Linked DNA regions of Ovis aries: region 2 is linked to region 1. The links are chromatin contacts, called in public Hi-C maps. All regions are on one chromosome and are shown on one strand. The core of a region is the stretch at or near the end of the contact, and the rest is flanking DNA. Distances in the headings are between cores, read along the strand shown. Region 1 has its middle 50 kb from the start of WASF3. Region 2 holds the start of CDK8 (cyclin dependent kinase 8).

The links. Hi-C and Micro-C count contacts between places; a contact is called where the count stands out from the background.
Region 2: a contact with region 1 is called in a Hi-C map of liver, with 2.7 times the contacts expected there. The contact joins the promoter of CDK8 here to the enhancer-like site in region 1. A contact is called at or near these places in 5 of 16 Hi-C or Micro-C datasets (hypothalamus, liver, muscle and 2 more).

Annotation. Positions count from the first base shown.
Region 1 is chr10:33,321,184-33,323,883 of ARS-UI_Ramb_v3.0, reverse strand. No RefSeq gene overlaps it. Among named protein-coding and RNA genes, the nearest start is that of WASF3, 50 kb to the right of the region's middle. Within about 2 kb of position 1,448, at least 9 of the 54 cell types and tissues checked have an H3K27ac peak or open chromatin away from gene starts, as enhancers often do. A contact at or near this core is called in liver, where this site is marked.
Region 2 is chr10:33,438,489-33,441,188 of ARS-UI_Ramb_v3.0, reverse strand. It overlaps CDK8 (cyclin dependent kinase 8), which reads left to right and starts at 1,420. Exons shown (of 12, transcript XM_042254877.1): 1 at 1,420-2,073. The coding sequence starts at 1,946.

The DNA.
Region 1 (2,700 bases), core at 199-2,698:
CCGCTCCTGCACGAGGGTCAGCAGAGGGGGAAGGCGGCCTAGGGGGTCATTCCAATTCCGTCCTTCCTCTGAACCCCGCCAGTGTCACCTGGCGAGACCCCCAAGTGCTCCCAGGACGCAGGGTGAGGTGGGGGAAGATGGAAGCGGATTTGTGTGGGTCTAAGAGAAGACAGCCAACACAATCCTCTACTTTAAAGAAAAAATATGAAATTAAAATAGTTAAAACCAGAGCAAAAAGAAGAAAAAGGATATATTTTTTCTTTTAAAGATCAAAACAAAACCCACAGACTGGGAGGTTACAAACAGGCCCTTGAGCAGAAAAGATCCCCAAGATGATTTGACTGAACCTGGCAGATGCCTTATCCACATCTTAATTTACTAATTAAACATTGGGAGATTTTACACAGAAATCTGGATTTCCTGTTTTTCTCGAACAATTCCAAAATCCGACGTCATGAACCCATAGCTAGAGCTGGGAAGGTGCTGCCCCCTGGCGGGTCGACAGAGATGTGCACGATCTTCACCGCCCACCTGCGGTCTCACTCACCTGGGGTCACTTACTAGGATGCGCCCAGAGAGGCTGATGGAGCTAAAATGCAAAAATGATTCTAAGCTTTCAGAAACTGTTCAGGGCTCTTGCACCATAAAGGTAGTGTACTGATTCATCAGAAGAGGAAACTGTTTCTAGTTTCAGTTTCTGAGGAGAAACGCAAGTCCTTTTTCTCCTGTGATGTGCCGGGCTCACAAGCAGCTCGCCCAGCAGAGGGAAGGGAGATGGGAGTGATGGCTGTAAACCCACACCATGCGTGTTCCTGCTCTCGGGGCCTGAGTGCTGCTGAAGACCCTTCCATGGCTCCCCCTGGCCCCTGGAACAAGGGTTCTCAACAGGGGGGCGGATTTCTCCACCCCCACCAACTGGGGGCGAGGGGGCCATCCGGCAATGTCTGGAGACACTTTCGATGGTCATCACTGGCGAGCTCCTGCTGGCATCTTGTGGGCGTGAGCTAGAGACGCTGCTGAGCGCCCCACAGGGTGTATAGGACGTCCCTCCACCCCACCCTACCCTCGACACAGACCCATCTGGCCCTCGATGTCAGCCATGCCAGTGCTGAGAAGTCCCGCTCAAAAATAAAGTCCACGTTCACTCAGTGCCCTGGTGAGACTCCCAGTGCCAGCCTGGCTTGTGTCAGCCACCCCCTCCCTCTCCTCTGCTCCCCCTACACCGGGCACATACTCGGTTCTGTTGCCCACAAGCTCTCTCAGACATTGAGGCCTCCGTATATGCTGTTACTGCTCCCTAGAGCACCTTCACCTGCCCAGGGACAGCCCACAGCCCCAAGCATCACCGTACATGGCACCACACATCTTTTGAGGTGCTCCTGCCCCAGCCCCAGGCTACTAACGATCACCCTCCATAGTCCCCTCCGGTCTGAATCTAACCTATTGTGTCCGTGGTACTGATGGCCACTCGACACTGTCGGGTGACCACATGGCCACGCCCTCATCTCTAGTCGCCTTAAAGAAATCAAGTTCAAGTTCTCCAGAGCTGGCCTCCCGTCTCCAGCATCACCCGCAGGAAACACACAGCTCTTGGGAGGAAGTGAATGAGCCTGAAGGCTTCACTAGCTCACTTCCCAGCAGGAGCGGCTCTGGCAAGCGCCTGCGGTTCCCCACTCATTCGTTTTGTAAGTGGTTCCCGCTTGGCTTTGAAAACCCAAGAATGCAGGCAAGTTAATTACCATTTGGCATCAGTCAGCCCGGACTCACAGAAGTCCTCGTTCTACATATTTATTAAGAAATCCATCGACCCGCATTTTTCTAGACAGCAATTTCAGACACTTCCTGTCTCCAAGAAGTCATTGCTAATATCGAATTCCAGTAGTATGTGAAACCGTGGCTGGCAGCCAGTAAAACATGCTCTAAACCCCAGTCCTCCCTTGATAGCCGAGCAATTTGTGAGCAGCCTAACAGGCAGCGGATTCATTGAGCTCAAGGGGCTAAGCGTTCCTCTTCTCGTGAGGATGGACGGCCCCAGAGGAGCCACTTCTGGATGCAGAGTTGCTCACGTTCATTCGCCCTGTGTTCACGCTTCCAGAAGACCCAAAAGCCCACCTGAAGTGACAAGAGGAAGTGCTGGATGGCAGATGGAGTTTCTAGACCAGAGCCCAGCAGGTTGAGGGGGGTGAGGGGCTGGTGGCACCCCTGCCTGGTGCCACCCGGACCTCAGGTCCTCGGAGCTGAGAGCCCGTCTACCGCCCAGCGTGGCCTCGCTGTAACGTGGAGCCAGGCATCTTGTTCTTCCTCTCTGTGCAGATTTAATGCCATGTCTCTGGAATGCAACCAGAACTGCCGAAGCAGGGAGCCTTGGGGAGAGAAAGTGCCTCGAGCTGTAAATAGCAACAGAATGCAACCCTATGCTCTCTGTTGACGGGAGTTCCCTGGGGAAGGAGCCCTCCCCGCGGGAACAACATTGTCAGTCTTTCAGCACCCCCCAACCGTGGTCCGTGAAGAGGTGTGGATGGACAGCGCTGTTATTAGGAGGAGATGAGATGGGACTGACTGTCGGGATCAGGAAGCCCGCTGCGAGAACAGCCTGAGAGGCTGGGTGGTGATGGCCCCTGGAACGAAGGCCCCTGTGCACGCAACAGTGGGTGTCCCAGCTCCAAGATGACATCACCCAGCGCTCTGCACAGTGTGTCC
Region 2 (2,700 bases), core at 171-2,670, 120 kb before region 1:
AGCAACCCCATGGACTGAAGCCTATCAGGCTCCTCTGTCCATGGGATTTTCCAGACAAGATTACTGGAGTGGGGTGCCATTGCTGCACACCAAAATCAAGCCATGATACTAGGCATCAGGGAAGATGCAAATATGACTTCCTATAGGAATTAATAATCTAGCAAGGAAGAGGAAATAAAAGAACACGATTTGATGAATACCATGGGAAAGGTGAAAAAATTGGTAGGATGTTAAAAGTGGAGAGACAACGTGGGGAACTTTCATGAAAATGGTAGCAGTTGGGAAAAGTAAAATAAATATAAACATAAAATTAATATAAAATAAAATAATGAAAAATAGTCATCTAAATAAGGGGGATAAAACAAAATGAGGTATTATTATCAATGTATCAGCACTGGGACTTCCTTGTTGGTCCAGTGGCTAAGACTCCACACTCCCAATGCAGGGGTCGCAGGTTCCATCCCTGGTCAGGGAATTAGACCCCATATGTTGCAACTAAAGATCCTGAGTGCCACAACTAAGACCTGGTGCAGCCAAATGTTTTTTTAAAAAACGATAAAGATACCAAGACTCCTCCAGCAGACACCTTTCCTCCCTTAACATTATGAACAGTTTTTATGGATTTAGACCCATTGCTGTAATCATGGCTAAAAATGGCAATTCTTAGGAGCAGTGGTGCAAAAGGCCGTACTCAAAGTAACATCTCCTCTGAAAGGATAGTCCTCTGTCACAAGGGTGCCACTCTCCAGAGGCAGCGTGGCCACTCCCAACTGACTCCCTTTTACTGATATTTGTAATGCGTGTTAGCACGTTGCTGTCACTGTGCAGCCCTTATTAGACCGTGACCTACAAGATTCCCCGAGTGATACTCTGTGAGCCGTTGATCAATAATTAGATTTATGTTTTTCGATAACGATAGTGCCCTTCAAACTCTGGAGTTCGGAAGTGGCACAAAATGTGATTCTAACACAGAATAGACTCCCTCACGCTTAAATTTCTCTAGTTAAGTTTCTGGCCCAAATCTGACTTTAGCGACAACGCTGTTAAAATAAAAAAAATTTCCCAAGTGGTCATCGAAAGGACTCCCCTCTTTCTGGACTACGAATCCCATCGTGCATCGCTCCCACCTCCCCACCTCGCGGGGGGCGGAGCCGAAGGCGGGGCGGCCACCGAGGCGGCCGGTGCATTCTGGGTGCTGTAGTCTGGAGCCCCGGCTGCCACCGGGACGGCCCACGTGGTGCTGTTGGCGGCTGCTCTGGGCAGCGCCTACGGCGCTGGGTTCACGCGCCCCCCGGGGGAGCGAGGCTCGGTTGGAGCGGCGCGCGGCGCGGGCGGCGGGGAAAGCCGAGTGGCCAGGGTCTTCGCGACGTTTTTGCGACAGCGCGGCCGCGTTCTGCGAGTCCCCGCCCTCCGCTCTCTGAGGAGGTGCCGGCTGTTGTGCGGCGCTGCCTTTCTGTCTGAGTGGACGGGAGAGCGAGCGAGGGAGAGAGCGAGTGAGGGAGCGAGCGTGAGCGTGTGTTACCGCGGCTAGGCGCGAGCGCCCGAGGGAGAGCCCGCTGCGCCGCCGCCGCCGCCGCCCGCCGCGGGGGCCGAGCGCGCGGCCGGAGCGCAGGAGCCAGAGCCCCGGAGCCCGCGGGGACAAGGGCAGCGACCGCGCTCCCCACCCCCAGCCCTCGTCCCTCGCCCTCCTGCGCCCCCGGGTTCCTCGGCGTGTGTCCCCCCAGCCCACCCCGGCCGGCCCCCGCCCCGCCGCCCCGCTGGATGTCCCCGGCGCCCTCGCGGGGCCTCCTCTTGCTCCTGCCGCCGCGGCCGAGCCGGCGCTGCGGCCGCCGGGCGTAGAGCGGGCGGCTTCCCGGGGGCCGCGGCTGCCGGAGCCTCCCGGAGGGCCCCCGCCCCCGCGCCGCGGCGCCGCGACCCCAGCTCCCCGGCCCCGCCGGCCGTGACAATGGACTATGACTTTAAAGTGAAGCTGAGCAGCGAGCGGGAGCGGGTCGAGGACCTGTTTGAATACGAGGGCTGCAAAGTTGGCCGAGGCACTTACGGTCACGTCTACAAAGCCAAGCGGAAGGATGGGTGAGTGTCGGCAGGCAGGTGGGCAGCCCCCGCGGGCCGGGCTCCGGGAGGACGTGGTGCCCGAGGGGGGCCAAGCCCGCGCGAGACCCCTACCCCCACCCCGCGAGCCGCTCCTGTGGTCTCCGGGCGCCGCTTGTCAGCAGGAGGAGCGTCTGATCCACGGGCTCTGTACTTTTCAAGGGCTTCGGTGCCAGATTTCTTTAAATGTTCCTTATAAAACGTCAGCTTAAATGATCTTGGAGGGAGGGGTCGATTTATTAGGGGACCCTTCACCCGCCTCCGGACCGACATCCATCAGCCCGGAAGGGAAGCTGGGATCCTTTCCCCCGCACAGGTTGGTGATGGATTTAAGACCCCATTTGGGTTTTATTTGTGGGGAAGAAAGCAGCAAGTCAGGGTGGTTGTGAAGAGTTCCTCCTGGTGATCGATCACCTGCGGCAGAAACGTAGCAGTTGCTGTTTCGCTATCATTAGCTGCGAGTTTTACCTAGAACAATGGGGGTTTGGTGCAGGGTAGGTGGTGGGGAGAAAGGCGAATGAAAAATAGGGGTGTCTTATTCAGACCCCCCCTCCCCCCCACTTTAGCAGTTGACAAGGAACTTTAAATAGTCTATTTGCTTTAAATGTT